Regions from separate parts of the Lactuca sativa genome. Here all the other regions are linked to region 3. A link is a contact called in public Hi-C data. All regions are on one chromosome and are shown on one strand. Each heading gives the region's core, a stretch centred on a gene start, on an enhancer-like site or on the middle of the called end of the contact. The rest is flanking DNA. Distances are from core to core; before and after follow the strand shown. Region 1 holds the start of LOC111910319 (NDR1/HIN1-like protein 6). Region 2 holds the start of LOC111910314. Region 3 holds the start of LOC111910317 (transmembrane 9 superfamily member 7).

What was found. Hi-C and Micro-C count contacts between places; a contact is called where the count stands out from the background.
Region 1: a Hi-C map of seed shows a contact between it and region 3, with 2.5 times the contacts expected there. The contact joins the promoter of LOC111910319 here to the promoter of LOC111910317 in region 3. A contact is called at or near these places in 3 of 4 Hi-C or Micro-C datasets (leaf and seed).
Region 2: a Hi-C map of leaf shows a contact between it and region 3, with 2.6 times the contacts expected there. The contact joins the promoter of LOC111910314 here to the promoter of LOC111910317 in region 3. A contact is called at or near these places in 2 of 4 Hi-C or Micro-C datasets (both in leaf).

The regions. Positions count from the first base shown.
Region 1 is chr5:290,923,831-290,926,530 of Lsat_Salinas_v11, reverse strand. LOC111910319 (NDR1/HIN1-like protein 6) reads right to left here and starts at 1,415. Exons shown (of 1, transcript XM_023906147.3): 1 at 211-1,415. The coding sequence starts at 1,206. The coding sequence ends at 433.
Region 2 is chr5:290,540,741-290,543,440 of Lsat_Salinas_v11, reverse strand. It overlaps LOC111910314, which reads right to left and starts at 1,384. Exons shown (of 6, transcript XM_023906138.3): 1 at 1,021-1,384; 2 at 714-835; 3 at 411-500; 4 at 256-308. The coding sequence starts at 1,249.
Region 3 is chr5:290,735,669-290,738,368 of Lsat_Salinas_v11, reverse strand. LOC111910317 (transmembrane 9 superfamily member 7) reads right to left here and starts at 1,403. Exons shown (of 7, transcript XM_023906144.2): 1 at 1,241-1,403; 2 at 227-391; 3 at 1-105. The coding sequence starts at 1,354.

The sequences.
Region 1 (2,700 bases), core at 166-2,665, 190 kb before region 3:
ATCTATTACATTATCAGAAGAGAACTCATTCACAGAACTTTGGGTTACAATTAATTATATTTTAATATAATGTGGTAATAAACAAAACAAAAAATCGTTGTTGACAGATTTAGTGTACTTATTGAAATATAAAATGAGAGGCAAATGGTGTTTTTCCTTTCTATAATACTTAATTATTAAAAATAAATCTGTTAAAATTAGGGACCAAAGTTGAAACGAAAAGATGTCGATACATAAAATGCAATAACAAATCCCAGAAATTAAGAGAAATTTAAGACCCACGTTTGTGTTCTTGTAAAAATACGATATGAAATAGCACTAAATACACATCACCTGTTAACTAAACATATCAATTATCCGATAAAAAAACCGTAAAAAAGTAGTTATAATTAAAAAAAATCGTAAAAATCAAATCACACCTTGTTCTTCACCTCAAATCCTCCATTTCCAGATCTTGATTCGAAGATCCACCTTACATTTCACATCGGAAGTTGTCGCCGTCGTTGCTAATTTACCGGTGGGTGCCGTCACCTTAATCCCTTTACAAACCACTCTGATTGGTACTTTTTTAGTGTTAAAGCTTCCGATCTTCGCCTTCACCTTCGTATCAAGCTGGATAGTTAATGGCAAACTCTTCTTGTTCTTCAGATCCGACTTCAGATCGCTACTATCATCCACACTCTGTCCAGTCGTCGACACAATCGTCCTCAACTTAGTCGTATTCTTCTTTGGCATCACGAACGCCGGTATTGATCCGTCACCGACACCGACTCCTTTCGAATCAATCGAAACGGAAACCAGATCGTAGTAGAACGCGATCTTCTTGTTAGGATTACGAGCAGTGACGGTGAAATTGAATTTAGTGTTGAGTTGATTCGATGAGGTTAGGTTAAATTGAGAGACCTGGAGCGATGAAACAGCGAAGGAAGGTCGGTGGGGGCGGTAGAGGACGTAAAACACACCGCCAGCTATGGCGGCGATGACGATCAGAAGGAGGATAACGAAAGTAATCCAGAGGCAACAAGAGCAACAACAACTACGGCGGTTGCGGCGGGGTAGAGGACGGTAGACTGGGCGAGTTGAATTGTAGAGTTGAGCTTTGTTGGCCGGAAACGATGGGTTACCATTACCATTGGCGGTGGTGCTGGTGGGGGCGTGACCATTTACGGTTGTTGGTCTGGCAGAAGGATGTATTTTTTCTGCCATTGGATGGAATTGGGCCTAACAATCGCTCTCTGGAGTCGATTTGTAGAAATTATTGGAAGAAATTTTCTTGAAAGCTATGTGTGAATCGTTGTTGATGATGGAGTAGAGAAGGAGACAGAAAAGGATAGCAACCCTGTAACCAACGCATACGCATCAGAGGGGAGATGGTGAAATACTCCAAACCCAAAAAGTCGTCGACACGGTTTGTTTTTTGGTTTATTATCTATTCTCTTTAATAAGCGACAAAAGTAGATTTAATAAGACTAAGATTAAATATATTAAAAAAATTATGATGATGTCATCCAAGTATAAATCTTTAAAATATGTCATTTAAAAAAAATTCCTTAACCTCAAATAGGTAAAAGTTTGTATAATCAGAAATATAAGCTGTGTCCAAATATAAACTTGTCCGTGTCAAAATATCGATTTCTTTTTCTTGGTTAAAAATAGAATAATTCATATCATAACAAAAAAAAAAAAAAATTCAACCAACTAAATAAATTACTTGTGGGAAAATATATGTTTATAACTTTAAAAATCATAATCAAAATCAAAATTCCTTATAAACATTAAAATAGTTATAAACAATACAATAGTAGGAGTTTATATTTTTTTTTATTTTTTTTAAAAAAAAACCCTTCTAATTAAAAAACTATTTCAGATAGTTTTGAAAGTTTTTAGTTTTGTTTTTTTATATAATTTTACAATTATAAAAACTTACAATTAATTTTGTTAAAATCTTGTTGTACAAATAAAAGTTAGAATTCTATATTTTTGGCTAGCCAATAGCTTTACCAAACATATCGTTTTTTTTGTTTATAGAAAGTAACTTATACTAATCCTCTTTAATAAATGAAGGTTTTTTTTTGCCAGATGTCATATTTTCCTTCATTTTGACACTTGTCATTTTGTGAGAATTTTAGAAATTTTATTTTCCACTTGTCATTTTTTAGGGATTTCCATTTTCTTAAAATAAAATTTCATAAAATTGTAATGGGTTCTATAAGGAAATAAAATCATCCTGTTAATTTTGTAATAAGTTCTCATAAATACTTCAAATGATTTAGTTTCTTTTGCAAATTTTCAGAAAATTAGATTATGTTATATAAAGTATTACATTATAAAATATTTCATATTTATATATTGATATTAAAATTTTATTTTTAATAAACTCGTATAATATACGGGTCTCACACCTAGTATAACATAATATTAGTATTATAATGTTACCAAAAAAGGAAAATGATAGAAATTATATAAAAAAAATACACGAGACATTCCAAAAAATGAATATATGACATTTTTAACTTCTTAAATATTACTAAAAGAGAAATCTTATGACATCATCTTAAATAATCTTGACCATTGATTGTATTTCAATCTTATTTTTTCCACCCTTAGATCAAATTGCTGACATCATCTTCCCCATATGGAATTTATTTAATTCCAATAAATGTTTTCCAATCATCAATCAATAACTTACATTTGTTGAAA
Region 2 (2,700 bases), core at 135-2,634, 190 kb after region 3:
CCACCTTGTTGCACATTTTTTAGGTGGACAAAAAACTGCAACTTTTGCCAATGAGTTCCGGTCCATCTCAGGGTCTAATTCAGAAAATTTTCTATCTGTTTGTATAGCAAGGAAGACAGTTTCACTTCATAAAATAAATGCCCTCTATCAAAAAGTTTTATTTTATGATTTGCTCTATTCTCTATATGCAGAACTTTGAACCTCACAATGGTGACTCAACACAGTGCATAATCAACAAAGCATGGTAAGACTGACCTTTCTTCTTCTGATAGAACTTTATCTTTCATTAGTTTGTGGAGCATTGCATCCTGATATGCATCAAACATAAATTTCGATAATTTGTGTAAAATATAGAACTCAATCTGAAAAATATGTTATAAAACTAAAGGATGAATGGTTTTGTATCATACTTGGGCTTCACAGCGTACAACAGCCATAACACGATCATTATATTCTTCAATACTCAGCGGTGGAAATAAAAAATGTCTGCGTGCATATAGCTGTATGAAAACGCAAAAAAAAGGTAAGGGTTTTATGGAGTTAGTTTGTGGAAAATAGTAAGCTATATATGCGTTTTTTCTTGTTACTTTATGGCCTTGAGACTATCTGTAAGTTATATATATGGGTGTTTCCGTGTAAGATAGATGCTAATGGACACATAAAATCATCATTTGCAATTTATGCACGAGCTTGCAACATGATTTAACACAAACCTCGTATATGCAATCTCCAATGTATGCTAGCGAGGCAGCATTGTACGTCGAGCGAGGTTTTTCCACTTTTGGTGCACTCGGCATCCATGTGTCGTAGCCCAGATACGTTTCTTCCAAGCGCGCTGTTGAAATTCACAGTTTAAATCAAAACAAATGCATGCAACGGGTAAAATTAAGAATCTCCCTCACTCGCAAGATAAACAAATTGTTCACTAATTTGTAACAGAGAGGATACAACTCTGCTGAATACAAGCACACCAAGTGTTTGACAAAATTCCGCACTGAAAAGCATATAACAAAATTATACCTTGACTTGGGCTTGGAGATTTGCGACTAAGAAGCGCTGAAACAGATATCAAATTACGATCTGTCGAGGTAGATTTTAGGTTTTGCTCTATGCTTAAATTGGCGGGGGTAAGACTGTTAGGATTTTTGGGGTAAGTACGGTGGGGATTGTAAGGAAGTCTATCATGCGTATCCCATGAAGCTTTAACCTTCATTGGAAACGCATGGAGAGCGGTAGCAGCAGCAGCCATGGAATTGGCTCCGAGTCTATTGGGGATGGTGGTTTTGCGCTTTTGCCTCCCGTGTTTCAACCTTACTGATAAGGTACATGATGCATTTAAATCTTTTAGCAATAAAACATTTTAATAAAATTTACAAAAACAAAAAAAAAAAAAAAAAAAAAAAAAAAAAAAAAAAAAAAAAAAAAGTCTGGCAAAAGATGTTTGACAAAGTCTTTTTTGGAAAAGTAAAAAAAATAAAAGATATTTGGCAAAACTAGTTTTAAAAGTTATTTTTGGAGTTTTTATAAAAGGAAAATGAATTTTTCGGGAAAGTCAGGAAATCTGACTTTTTGTAACTTTTCCAAAAAGGACTTTTGGGTTGTAAAAAACAAAGTCAAACACCCCCTTTGTTGAAAAAGTTCATGAGGTCGAAAATGACGCTTATATATAACTTAATATTGTAGTCATGTCTGATTCGGGTAAAAAAAACATCACCACAATTAGGTTAATCAAATATGGTTTTAAGAACATGTGCCAATGAGATGATTACACTAGTTACTAATGAGGAAATGCCGAATGTAACGTCCGTAGATCAGGGCTAGTCAATTTAGAGACGTTAAGCGTCAAAAATGATTTTTTGATGGAAGATTATTTTGAAAGAATAATCTTAACTAAGTTGTAGTATATGTTACAAGGATTCCGTACATATAAAGAACGCCGAAATCCGAGTTATAACGAAGAAGTTATGACATGTCGAAGTTTCGCGACAGAACCGGCACGGCACAGCGCGACGTAAAAAGTGAATTTACGTTAGAGCAATATTTAGCCTTAGCAATCTAAATGAAAGTCGTAGAATACGTTAAACCATGAGCGTGCATAAAAAGAACGCCCAAATCTGACTTCGTATGAGGAAATTATGATTTTTCGAAGTTTCGACTTAGCGGTATGCAGCCCGAATGCTCGATTTGAGACCGAGCGGTTTTTAGCCGAAACAATCTAAATGAGAATTGAAGATCTCATTAATTATAGTAAAACGATAAAAAGATAGGCGAAAACGAACGTCGGATGAAGAAGTTATGATTTTATAACGGAGTTTTCCTGTCCTGGCCTACTAAAAATAAATAATAAAAATAAAGTCAAAATTAGCCGACGGAGTCTAAACGAAAGTTGTAGAGCGTAGTCTCACCTACGCGGGGATATAAAGAACGTCGAAAACGGAGTTTGTATGAGGAAGATATGAATTTTTGAAGTTTATTAAATATTTTAGATATTTAATTTAAATATATATTGGCCGATATTATCCATGGGGGGAGTCAGGGACCTTATCGTCGTTACGCCCCGCGTAACTAGGATTTACGCCCTGCGTAAATCGACCTTCCAGCCCCTATAAAAGGGTGTCGAGGGCAGCCGAGTAGTTTGCTCATTTCTTCCCTTTTTCTCGCGTTTTTGCATCGTTTTTCGTGCAAGAATTATCCCGAAGC
Region 3 (2,700 bases), core at 154-2,653:
AACTCGGTACTCATCGTCAATTTTTTCTTTGAATTTCTTTGAAGTTTCAGCATCAAGCTTTACTCTGCAACCAACTTTGCATGGTTGTTCCTCTCTCATAAGAAACTGAAACAGGAAATAGAAAGTTAGGTGAAAATACACAAGGGGTAAAAGTGATGTTGAATAATAGAACAGACTACAGAGGTCATGTTAACCTTGACCAGGAATTGGATGGGAAGGTCCTCACCGTGTAGACTGAATTCTCAATGCGGTCACCTCTTAGCACCTCCCCCAAATTTTCAGCACTGTTTTCAACATGCTTAGGTTTACAGTAATTCAAGTAATAGTACTCATAAGGAAGTTGTGTTTTTGTAGAAGAAAGCTTGTTGACTTTAACTTGAAGAGGATCACCCTGTCAAGATGATCAACAATTTAGCAAAACGAGTACAGAAAACAACTAGCTGGAAAGATTTCAGATCTCCAAGGTCCGGTAGAATGGCACATTTAATGAATGGTAAAGTCTCTATTTTCTTTAAGGGGGAATCTATTTTAGTATAACAGTGTCAAATTGCCTTATATCATAAGGCTAAAATATCCTAGTCACAAAAACATAGAACCCCCGTATTTATGAGTCCTAACGCTATCAAGTCAATCAGATCTGGAAATGAGATGGTCAATAAAAACTGTGTTGACTAAACCAGTACTCACCAATGACATTGATCTGTACTTTACAAATTTTAACCATCATTTAACACTGAAGTGATCTTCACTTTACAATGACTAGCTATCACTACAAATGCATCTACCCTGTAACCCTAGAGGAAAGAATTATCATTTAAAGCATGCCACATGTTACATAAAGAACATTGACGACTTCTTTTGTCAATAATATAAATCCGGCATTAGGCAGGCAACACGAACAGTCTAGGAACAGAAAGAAGAAAATCATTCTTCGGCATTGCGCATGCTAAAAGTCAACTAACTAGATCTATCCACCAGCACCAAATCTGTGTATAACAGATCAGTGACTTGCATTGGAAGTTGAAATTTAACCTCAAAGCAACAACCCTAGATTTAAGCTCGGTTGGTCCGGATCATGCGCTATAGACTGAGATTTTGAAGTGAAATCAGAGCAACAGAGACAAATCATTCGCGTTAAATATATACACAGATGCCGATTTGAGTTACATTAACTAAATTAAATCATACGAAAATGCTACTGCTAGATCCAAAGGAGATCGAGGGCTTCCGGAGTACATACCCTTTGAAAATCACGGGGCGCAACGCCGGGGAGATAGAATGATTCAGAAGATGAGATGAGGAAGACGATTGAGATGAATAGAGTAAACCAGATTCCACTGGAGCTCCGTTCCATTTTCGAGATCTCGATCCAGTGAGGTGGTATGTGGGTAGAACGAATCCGTGTTTCGTGTGTCGTCAAATTAATATAGACGAGCTCCAAATCTAACTCCACACCTACTTTTGCTATTTCCAAATGGACTAAATTACAAAAGTTCTCCCTGGACTATTTAATGATCTTCTGTTTTAGTCCAACAAAAGATTTGCCACATGTTGAACAGAATTTTATTAGTTTTGGCCTTTTTTTGGTTATATAACAATGATTTCAAGAAATAGACAGAATATGTTTTTGCTCACCTGAACAACTTTATTTAATCTGTTAAAAGATATTTATTTGGATAAGTTATTCTATCAGAGTCGATCACTCATTTATCACGATCAACAATCAACAGATTAAATAAAAATAGAAACAATTCTTATAAATAATAAATAATATTATAAAAACCAAAAAAAACAAAATATGTTAGCATTTTATAAAACATGAAAGTACAAGGACTAAGCATGGAGATTTTAAGGATGTAGTGTTCTAAGCCGGTTTCTTGAAGATACAATAATTAAATTCCATGAAACAAATCTTAAATTTGTCCGAAAAAATCCTATACTCCCATGATTATAGGGGAAAAATGAGATATAGCATATCCGAAAGATTAGGCCACAAATTTGTCAAGTGTTTATCTTTATATAGGCTACAATATGATAATTATGAACTGTCAAAACCGTAATTTACTATCACAACTCAAGACATTTAAACAATAACTAATTAGTTTATAAAAATCAAGAGTCAAGCCTAATTTGGCTAACCCAATGCCTCAAATCCAAACCTATGTCCATTAGTCCTACCTTTGTCCAATTTCAAAAGTTAGTCACCAATTCAACAAGGTTTATAACTATTCATTTTTCCATCTTGTTTCCTATATGAAACAAGTCTTAGTCTCACAAGTCTATTTTTGTCTTTCCTCCTTCACATGAGAGTTCAAGTTATGTTTAAAGTTCAAGTTATGTTTAAAATATAAGTCTAAGACATGTGAAATCATGAATAGTTTATTAGTAGATTAGATTTATCGTTACAAAAAAATAATATAAAAAAGTTAGAAAAATAGTATGAATCAGGATAAATTTTGTTTTGATTCAAGCAAATTTGTTTTATTTATAAACTTTTTTTATCTTATCATTTGACATGTCAAAAATACATATAACTTATCATTGGTTCGTAGCTACCATCATTTACCTTATAAGTCTAGCCTCCTCATTTGTAGTTTTCCACCATTTTTGTGTAAGTTAAGGATGTTCTTCTTCTTTGTTCGCATTTTTATATTAATGTATAATATAAATTAAAGAAAATGAAAAAGGGAAAACATGAGG